2 separate regions of the Mus musculus genome follow, and region 1 is linked to region 2. Evidence: chromatin contacts called from public Hi-C data. All regions are on one chromosome and are shown on one strand. Each heading gives the region's core, a stretch centred on a gene start, on an enhancer-like site or on the middle of the called end of the contact. The rest is flanking DNA. Distances are from core to core; before and after follow the strand shown.

Region 1 (5,576 bases), core at 2,423-4,922, 100 kb after region 2:
TCTTGTTCAAACCCTAACTGGTCTCACATGCTTGCATTCCCCTTCTTCCGAGTCCATTCTCCATTTATCTTGATCTTTCTCCAACACAGCTGAGCCATTTCTCTGTTTTCATTCTCTTGGTCTCTTCAGAATCCATAGCATGGCCCCCAAGCCCTGCACCATACACTTTTGTTCTGTCTTCAGCCTCATGTCCAATTACCCTTGCCAGAGGATATCAGTTATTTGAGGATTGTTAACTTATTTTAGCTGCTGATTGTAGGGTAATATTCTTGTTTGCCTCTCTTGTGAAAATGAAAGTCATTTCTAACAAAGCCACTATCTTGCCTGACAGCTCTGGAGCCTCCCAGCTCAATTGCCTGGGATTTATACAAGATAAAATTACAGTGTGTGCAACAAATGATTCCTATCAGATGACGCGAGAAAGAATGACCCAGGCAGAGGAGGAATCCCGTAATCGAAGCACAAAAGTTATCAAACCCGGTGGACCATATGTAGGTTTGTATAGATGTATTTCTCCATCACACTGGTTGACTGGACTAACTCAAGATGACTGTAGGTAAATACTGGTAATACTAAGAATGAAAACACAGAAATTAATTTTCAGGCCATTTTACGGTCCAAAAAAGGTCATTTTCCCCCTTTAGGCTGCTGGTAAATTAAAGAACATATTTTAAAGTTTTATGACTTTTATAATTCTTGAATCTTCTATTGGCTGTTTATTATTATTTTGCAGTACTGAGATCTGGTCAAACTACATGAGGTTGGATCTTTTGTGTTTTCTTTGTCATTGGATGATATAAGTTCAGTGATAGTGCGGTTCCTCTTTGTACTTTTATAAAGCTATTTTTATATCAAAATCTATTAAACAAACAAGCTGATAACCTCATTATTACATATTTTGCTTGTGTTTTCAGAGGATTATTATACAATAATAAGTTTTTATTATAAAAGTGTAAAATGTGATTATGGTAAAGCAACAGGATGATGATTTAATTAAGACCCGAACCCACCCCCATCATCTTTATCATCAGCTCACTCAGATACATGCATCAGATGGAAGGGAAGTTAGACCAGATCAGCAAGATGAGTGTCTCTTTTATGAGCAGTGTCTTGACCCTTTAATAAGCCAGTTCACAGCAAGAACAGAATGCTAGAGAGAACAGAAGCTATTCAAGTCTCTGGTCAGTTTTGTAACTCAAGGCACTGTAGTCCAAATAAGGAGTGGATATGAATTTGGAAATGTAAATGTTTCCAAGCACAGTTTCTTACAGACCCATATCCCTTAGCTGACATCTTCCTGGCTTTGGTGTGGCTGCTCTGGTTTTGCTTTGCTGATGTAGCCGTGCTCCATGGTGCCTTTAACAAGTGTCTCTAGAACAAAGCCAATTCTCCTGGGACTTGGAGCTCAGCTTAGATACATTTAGTTGGTTTAACAACAATTCGTGGCTTCCCCAGGCATCTGTACCCATAGGACCTAGTACCCTGATTAGTTACTAACAATGACTTTTTTTTCTTCCCTTTCCTGTGGAGTGAAGTAACAAATCTCAGCCTTCTATCCTTCTCCTTTCTCCTTATTAAATAACTCAATTAGCTGACCATATTAATAGGCTAGATCTCAAATTACTTTTTCAATCCATAAGATCTTTTGCCACTTAACATTTGAACTATAAAGTATAAATTATCTATCAACTGTTTTTAAAAGTGTTGCTTTAATCTAATATCATTTTATAAGCAATGATATTGGATTAAATGTAGAAAATACTCAAATCATCAAAATGATTTTCCCCCTAATATAACTAGCTGCAAACTCTTACCTAGATTTATTCTAAAGCTTGAAAATCAGCAAAGACTCCTATACTTTACCACTGATTGCCCTCTGTGTTGGTGATATGTTTTGTTAGTGTAGAGACTAAGTACAATTTATTTACAGTTTATATAACTGGCTAAGAAGGTGGGTGGGCTGGGTTGCTTTGAAGAATCTCACCCTGTAGTCCAGGGTACCCTGAAATTTACTATGTCAAACAGGCTGGTTTTCAATTTGCAAACCTCCTACCGGCCTCAGCATCGTGAAAGAGAGGACTGCACGAGCCCCCACACTCAGTTCATATAACAAACACTTCGACATCCATAATCTCTCCGACCATGCACATTCTAATGGTACCAGGTATTTTAGAGTTCCCAAGCTTTCTTATAGGGATTGTCATTTCCATATATCTTAGGGGTAACCCAATCTATGTTTATCAAAGGTTAAATCTGAACAAAATTCTCTCTCAGCCTCATCAGAGCCCCACATTATCTCTGCCATCCTCAAGTGGCTCTTCATTCTTCTCCTCCTCCCAGCTCTGTCCTCCACCCACTCACTCTCACTGTACAGTGCTCTTCTCTGATCTGAAATCCTCCATGAACCTCCTCAGCCATTTTTCTCCAAATCACTTAACCCCAGCTCCTTTTAATGTTCCTTAATATGGCCGGCATCGCAACCTTTAAAATGTTTGTGGTGTAATCCCTGGACTGCTTCTAGTTTCCCACCTCGGAGTTTAGAACCAAATGGTGTTTAGTCAGAGCCAGATGAGCTCCAGGGGACCATGGGATTTTCTGTTGTTTACCTTGAGTTTTACTCTCCCTGGCTGTGTTGCACTTGAGGTTTGCTGTTGTCTGTTCTTCACCACTTGATCCTTTCCTGCTGGGCAGCTCAATTTGTATTTTCTTACTTTTTATAATGCCTGGCTTATTCAGTTCTTTAAAATGTTAATGAATCAACCTATAGTGCTAATATTACTCAGTACTTATTGGATGCTCATTATGTACAAGGTGTATGTTAGTACTGTGTACGTAGTTCCTCGGATGACTCGCATGATTACTCTGTGAAATAGGTTGTACACATTTTACACGTCAAATTGTTGGGCTCAAAAATTAATGATAATGAGCATGTCCTCATGATCAAATTTTATTCTCATTCATAAACAGCAGGAATTACCAGTTTAGCTCATAATTTGAGTATACCGTGTAAAACAATACCAAATGCTTACCTATGACAGCCTAGGTACCTGCAGACTTGCAGAACAAGGTTCCTTTCAATGGTATGAGCCTGGGTGGAGGCAGACAAGAGTCATGCTGGTCTTGCTGTGGTGTGGTGTGGCATAGTGCCAGGCTGGGCCTCTGCCAGCTAAGCTAGGCCTCAAGCCAAGCTTAAGGATGAAGTTTGCTCTGCTAGGAGTCTAGGGTCATCTGGCCTAGTTTCCTGGGCTGCAAGCTTCTGAAACTCTCCTGTGGGAAACAAAAAGCAAATCCTGTTTGGAGGGGAACCAGGAAAATGCTTTTACTTGGACAACATGAATGATAGTTACTTCTTCCACTCTAGTCCTGAATGTTTCTGTCTATAGTGAACATTTTCCATAAGAAAATGTTACTAATCTCCACCACTTTGTTTCCTAATAGGTCAAATCCACCTCTTGACTTCTACCTAACTACTGGAATTTTGTTGAATTACAAATCTTTGTATATATTGATACTCATGTGAGTGTACAAAATAACCCAGCAGATCTGATATTGGTGATTCTTTTCCCAATTTCCCCACTATCCTTACTTTTGATAAGTTAGCATAGATAGAGTATCTGAACTAGAGAACATCTAATATCTGTTCTGGCATTGTGCCTGAGAGAGAGAGAGATTGTGTGTGTGTGTGTGTGTGTGTGTGTGTGTGTGTGTGTGTGTGTGTGTAATAAATAGACCTTTGAAAAAGTACCACAGGTGCCAAATGGTGCAAGCAGAAGCTACTGCATAGATTAGTTATTTAGACAGAGTTGAAGCCATCCTTGCTTCCCTGCTGATACTGTCCATAAAGGATGGCTTCCTTGCTCCTGTCTTTCTGATGGCCCAAATTAACATTTCCTTTCACATTGTTGACTCACAGCCACTGCTGAAGGATAAATAACTTTGCCATCTAGTACTAAATGGAGGAACTAGAGATGAACTCATAAATATAACTGTGCGTCAGATATAACCCCAGTTTAGTTTGCCCTGTTGGTACCAAGTACTGCTGCAGTATATAAAGGAGCCTGGGGAATTGATTAGCAGTTAGTTGGGTTTGGGAAGAGAATTAACTTTTCCCATGGGGCCTTTCTGAGGCAAATATTAAAAATAAAAATACAACTGCTCTGACTCCTTTGAACTTACCATCTTCCCACATTACTTTTTCTTTAGCATCTCAATTCTATTAATGTCTATGGCACTAAGTGTTCTTCATCTATAGCATCTCTTTCATTAATCTTGGGGTCTCCTTCCTGTTTGAATAGGCACAGAAGGTTTAGAGGGAGTGTAAGCAAATGATGTTTAGATGTAAATCAGTGCCAGTGTTATTGGGTTTTTAGTTCATTCAACCATTTGCAAGAGATAGTCACCCAACTACCAGCCATCTGAAGGAATAGTGACGTTGGTGTATTGGGAGCAGGTACCAGAAGACCCACCACTAGGCCTCGGTTAAGACTCAGCCTTCTCCCTCATCAGAATCCAAATTTTAAATCAAATATCACACTCCCTTTCCTCTTCAGGGCTAAATGAGCCTCCTTTATTTTCCTGTGCCTGCTTCTCAAGGGGCACAAGAAAACGTAGCAACGTCTGGAGCCCATTTTGAGAGCAAGGATCTGAAGCAGACCAAATAGAAGAAGCCTGCTGGATCAGCTCTTCTTGCGCTGGCCTGAGTTCTGTCTCAATGACAGCTTTGTTGGGAAAAAAAAGTTAAGCAGGTTCTTTCTCGCAGGAGCTGGCAAATGGGAGGAAAGTGTGGCATTTCGAGTATTTCCTAAATGATCATGACACTGACCTTATTTCTTCTCCAGAAATTTTTGTTGAACAATCAAAGAATGTGATGTTAATACTGTCACAGCTGAGAAATGATAGACCATAAGGTTTGCATTTAGCGATGTTCGTGTGTCCTCGCAGTCTGGCAATGTGGGAAAGTACAGACTGTGTTCACTCCTGCCCTTCTGCTTGCTGTCACTCAGTCATTAGTACTGACTCATTCTGCTGGTGGAAAGCAGCCATAGCCCTGCCCTCACAGAGCTTACAGACCAACATGAAACAACAGGAGAGCATTAGGCATTTATTCATAAAACCTTTCCCACCAAGACGTACAAGTAAGATTTGGGCGTAATCCCAGACCTTCCCACCATGCTAAAATAAGCATTTTACTATTTTGAGCATCTCCGACTGAAAACCCCAGATTTCTCTACTGTGAAATAAAGATAAGACTCACCTTGAAAAAATTACTGACATGAAGCCCTTAGTATACAGAGCCGTTCCACCACCACACCATAATCAGTGCATGGTAAATATTAGTCCATCTGATATTGATCTAGCATACCCTAAATTATGAAATATGGAGAAAACAGCTATCAGTCTATCTTTTAAACTTTACATGATTAAATTTAACTAGTTTTCTTATCACTAGGCAGTATTTCTTAGTGTTATATTTCTTCACTGTACAGTAATTTCAATTGATATTTGCCATCACTTATGTCCCAATTGGTGATGTGTATCAGCTGACAGTTTCCTAGGAATGAGGTAGCTGATACCAA
Region 2 (5,516 bases), core at 2,369-4,868:
ACATAGAACAACAGTGATTCAGAGAATGAAACAAAAACAGACACAAGTTGAAATGTGGACAGATTGGTGCACCAAGGACAGGCAATACAGAGAGGGTAGAGAACTTGAAGTAAGTAGAACTAAGGATGTCTTCTGTAGGGGCCAGAAGGAAGAAGGATGTCTCCCAATTTCCTTCTGTCCCTAGGAGAGCTCTGAAATCCATTTTCCTTCTCTCTTGATCTCTCTCTCTCTCTCTCATGTCATTTGTATATCTAGCATCTCCTTTTGTTGTTGTTGTTTCCTTTTTACTCATTTTATTTTATTTTATTTTATTTTATTTTAAGCCCTTCTCCTCTCACCTGATGCAATTCTTGACTGCAGACAAACGCCTGTTTAGAATTTTCCAGTCCCATTTTCCACTGTTAACCCCTAGCTGGTATCAGTATTGGGCCTATGCTGACTCAGTCTAGTCTGTATCCTTTTGATACCCTTGCAATCAACAGCTTTCAAAAGATGAAATTTATAGCGCTAACATTAATGCTGTATATTGTTTACCACCGTGCAGGATACCATCTTCTTCCATTTTCTCTAGAGCTCTAACAAGACAGTGTCCCTCAGTCGGTCTTTTCGTATTCAGGTCCCTCATTTGGGCACCACCTGTAGCTGCCAGCAGCCATAGGTTACAGGGTTCCTGAAAGGAAAGCTGGGGATGGATGGGAAGGATGGCGAGAGAAATAGCGAGCCAAGACAAAGTTCTCAGATCAAGGCTCAATGTTTACTTCTAAGGTCTAAAATTTAAAGGGGGGAACCCATCCCCAGCTTTGACAGGGTCTCGTCAGGAAAACAAGCTCAGCTGCTCAACAGGTAGTGGCTTATTGCAGGAAGCTGAAGATGTGGCAGGACGATAGACTTCACCTAGGTCAGAAGACTCCACCCTAGGTAGGCTAGCGGACTGTGGCAAAACATGGGCTGAACTAGCCCGCTCAATGCTTGGGGAAGGGAACACATTTATTTATGTGTGTATGTGTATTTGTGTATATATATGTGAGAGTACACATGTCATAGCATTTGTATTGAAGTCAGAAGACTTCTTTTGGAAGTCAGTTCTCTCCTCTCCACCATGTGGGTCCCAAGGTTAGCAAGTAGGTCATCAGGCTTTTCTGCAAGCTCCTTTCTCCATAGAATGATCCCATCAACTCTCAACTTTAACTTTTATAAAGCATAAACCCAAAGTCTGGAAGATAATGTATCTGAATCCGCCATGGTGGCTTGTCATACTTACAGAGGTTTTTGATTTTCACACTTGCTTTTTCCAATAGTGAGTCAAGAATGTCAGTTTTAACAAAATTTTAAGAATTAAGCACATTGAATTTTTTGGCCAGAAAGAACTTTAGAAAACTAGCTTATCACTGTATATTAATAAGGAACTTTCTTTATCAATACAACACAAACAGTTTAAAACATTTGTTTAAGCTCAAAAGTCAAGCTGGCTGTACTCTAAACCTGACATTTCCAGGTGGGGCATTGCACTATATTCTGGACACTCTTGTTTCCCTGCCTCTGTTTCCAGTATAAAAGAATAAGCATGGTTCGTAGCATCAATTTTTAATTTAAAATATAATCTCAAACTTAACTTTAACATGAATGTTCTGGAACCTGGACAATGAAGGAAATGTTTAGCTATATTTCCAATTATTATTTGAAAGCATGAGTACAAATAAAATGTATTCTACAACATTCTCTAGCCTTGAGATTTAAAATGCTTCATAAAGAACCCAAATTACACTGTATTTATGAAAAGCTTATTGTTCCTTAGTTAAATTGTTATTTTTCATTTGTAATTTCCCAAACAGAAATGACAGGGTTATAGGATGAATTGTAAATCAGGAGTTTCCAAGATAAACTTCTCTTTGTTAACTCTCAAAGAATAATGGTATTGGCGGAGTATCGCTGATACTGATCTACTGAGGCTTTCCTTCTTCATATACCAGTTTTTCCAAATATTTGCCTGAATGGAAAATAAAATATTTTTATGTTAACATTTCATACCACTGAAAAGTTATCTGAAGGGAAGGTTTAAGGTTAATGGAATGTTTATCTTATCAAACATGGTCTGGTTTGTTTGGGTTAGTGTTTAGCCTCCAGTTAATCAGACCTATTTACTAGTTTAAGAACATTCAGCAATTAACGGTGTTCAAACATCACCAACCTGCTCTATTATTTCAGCTGGGAAAACAGCTGTATGAACCAGCACAGCTTTCTGACTCAAAATAAGTGATAACAACGACAACTCCCTGGCAGCTGATTTTCAGTGCATTAGTACTGCACAGTCTCAGAGCATTACAAAATAGTGTGAAATATGTAAATAATTTAAAATCCCAAAGATATGCCACATTTTAGTATTAAAAACCAATAATGTAGCTTTGCTGGAAAAAAATAAAAAGCATCCTTCTAGGATACAAAATAAATTTGAGAGGCAGGTTATGGCCTCATTACTTAAAGAATCTCTAACAGGCTTCTTTTTGACACTGCTTAATAATTCTCTGAGCGATTTTTCACACACAGTTACTCTAAGCAGCACTCCCCTTGCTCTTCAGACTTTGACATATCCCCAGCTGCTAGGCCTGTGCTTAACTAAACAGGTACCGTAAGTAGCACAGTAGAGTGTTTATGGAACACAGTAACTATTTATTCTAAAAGATAGGCAAAAGGATAAGAACATTGGATTTTAAAATACACTTTAAACTCCTCTTAGAAAGGTGCACATATTATGCATAATATTTAGTTAAAGTATCACATTGTCAACGGACAGTAAAAAAATGACCTTTTTTTTATCTGTTTTTGTTGTTGTTGTTGTTGTTGGTTTTTTTTTTTTTTTGTCTGTCCGTTTGTTTGTGACAGATGTGCCTCCAATACTATGAAGTCACAAGTCAAGTTCAACTCCTAATTCTTCTGCCTCCACCTCCCAAGTGCCAATTGCACTACCACCCCAAACTTCTTTATCTTAATTTTTTAAAATTCATATGGCATTTCCCCAGTAGTAGGCTGAACTATAAGGGCACACACACACACACACACAAACTTTTTAATTAATCCTGTGAGATATAGAGACCAATACTGATCCTACTTTTTCAAACGGAGAAAGTGAGGCTTAGAAAGATTAAGAAAACCATTCCAGGTCCTTTATCAAAGCAATATTAGTGTATGGCTTGAGCTTCAAACGTTGTGCTTTTATAAACTATGGGAAGACCAAAATGGTAGTAAAGGCTTTTTAGAAGACCTATCAAATACCTTGAATAAGTATTACACATAAAGTCTTAAAATGTGCTGACTTCCTCGTCCCATTAATATTTACTTTCCTATCAGTGCCAGGGTGTTCTAATATTTGTCTTATCCTCTTGCACTTCCCATCACACACATAGACACACACATAGACACACAAACATATACAAGCACATACACTCAAACAGGTATGCACACACAGGCACACACACAAACACACACACACACACACACACACACACACACACACACACAACGAGAGAAAGAACAGCAGCAGCCTCACAGTAGTGTCCCAATGGTAGTAAAAACAGGGCAGAGGAGTTAATGTTCTACCTTAACAAACTTACTAAACAGCAAAAACAGTAAGTGTGACCTCAGAAATGGGGCAGGAAGGGGAGCCAGATCAGTGTACTCAATTGATTGGCTGTACCCTGTGCCTGTTTACTTGCAGGTAAGCTCATTTATGGATCTAAAGGGACAAGAAACAAAGGTATACACACTAAGCCTTACTCCTGGATTTCCCTCACAATTCTGCCCAAGCCAGAGATACGCTGTTTATTTGCAGAAGCTGAGAAGTGCTAGATTTTCCCAAACAGGGTTTGAAATGAATTTTCTGTGAGAATGCATGGATCTTACTGAAGTATACACCTAAGCGACTAGTGTTTCCCAGGGCATGAAACATTCTATGATAGAAAAACATTTGTTGGATTTCACTCTAGTGTGTACTTTGCTAGCCTCTAGCCACCACATTAATGACTAATAAACACTTAAAATAGGTAAAGTGAAACTTGAGAAACAATTTTTACTATATCTAATATAATTTAAACACTTACATGTGGCAAGTGGCTAGAGGAAGAATAACAGCTCAATCACTACTCACTGGAAGCCCTGATACTGCCATACCTTGAGGAAAAAGATACAATTATGACCATAATCGACGGCTAAGAAAATCAAAACCTAAGAAAATTGAGTGACCTGTCCATGGATATAACTGGCAAGTGGTAATTTCTAGATGCTCAAATACATCAGTCTAGTTCAAGGTCTGACGTCTTCATAGCCAGTGGTGCTAAACACTGGCTGTTATGTACTTATATTTTTATATTTTTGTGATTTATTTCCTTAAATTGGAAATAAATTTCTTTACCCACATAAAATATTCACATAAAAATTCGTTTCCCCTCCCTTTACTCCTCATAGTACCTCCTCATCTTCCCTTCCTTCTGTTTCCAGAAAGCAAGCATGCTTCTAAGGGATAATAATAAAACAAAAATAGGACTTTAAAATTTTTTTAAACTACCATATTGGACACAAACAAACAAACAAACAAACAAACTGACTAAAAAAGACCTAGAAGGAAAAGATTTCAAGAGAAGGCACAAGAATCAAAGACCTACTCATTCACACACTCAGGAGTCTCATAAGAACACTAAACTGGAAGACATAATACCTACAAAAAGGACCTGCTGCGAGCCTACCTATACAGTCCCTGCACATGCTTCCTCGGTCTGGGTGAAATCATAGGAGCTTTGGTTATGTTGCTTTAGAGTGCCTGTTCTCTTGGTGTCCTCCATCCCTTCTTGCTCTTATACTCTTTCTGTGCCTTCTTCTGCAGTGTTTTCCAAGCCCTGAGGGGAGGGATTTGATGGAAGCATCCTCTTTAGGACTGTGTTCCAAGGCCTTCCATTCTCTTCATAATGACTGGCTGTGTGTCTCTATTTGTTCTCATTGGCTGCAGGAGGGAGTTTCTCTGATGATGGCTGAGCAAAGGCACTGATCTTTGAGAATAGCAGATGTCATTAGGAGTCATCATATTACTACTTTTTAAATTTTTTAGAACAGCAGTATTTAACTTTACCCTAGGACCTTCACCTACCTAGTATCAGCTTCTTGGTCAAACAAGCAATATCAAGCACGGGTTCCAAGCCCTCAAGGGCCCTTAATTTTAGTTGTTTCTTACTGTATTCCAGTCCCTTACCCTACTAATCCATAACTATCTATTCTATTTACCCTATCCTAGGGAGATCACCCCTTCCCCCAACCAAGTCCCTTACTCTATACTTAACTTCTATGGTTCTATGGATTTTAGCTGTCTTATCAATAACTTAACAGCTAATACCCACATATCAATAGATAGATACCAATTTGTCTTTCTAGGTCTGGATTACCACACTCAGGATGACTTTTTTTTTCTAGTTTGATCAATTTACCTGTAAATTTCATGACTTTTTTTTTTTTTAATGGCTAAGTACCCACTG

Evidence for each region. Hi-C and Micro-C count contacts between places; a contact is called where the count stands out from the background.
Region 1: a Hi-C map of liver shows a contact between it and region 2, with 6 times the contacts expected there. The contact joins two enhancer-like sites. A contact is called at or near these places in 2 of 39 promoter capture datasets (hippocampal neurons and liver), 1 of 484 Hi-C or Micro-C datasets (liver), 1 of 115 datasets of contacts at active chromatin or transcription factors (embryonic stem cells) and 2 of 9 other capture datasets (adipose tissue and liver).

The regions. Positions count from the first base shown.
Region 1 is chr13:75,749,594-75,755,169 of GRCm38.p6, forward strand. It overlaps Ell2 (elongation factor for RNA polymerase II 2), which reads left to right. Exons shown (of 12, transcript NM_138953.2): 4 at 332-495. Among named protein-coding and RNA genes, the nearest start is that of Ell2, 45 kb to the left of the region's middle. Within about 2 kb of position 3,673, at least 113 of the 459 cell types and tissues checked have an H3K27ac peak or open chromatin away from gene starts, as enhancers often do. A contact at or near this core is called in liver, where this site is marked.
Region 2 is chr13:75,649,548-75,655,063 of GRCm38.p6, forward strand. It overlaps 1700037F03Rik (a long non-coding RNA gene), which reads right to left. Exons shown (of 3, transcript XR_873683.1): 3 at 4,106-4,164. Among named protein-coding and RNA genes, the nearest start is that of Mir682, 7.3 kb to the left of the region's middle. Within about 2 kb of position 3,619, at least 5 of the 459 cell types and tissues checked have an H3K27ac peak or open chromatin away from gene starts, as enhancers often do. A contact at or near this core is called in liver, where this site is marked.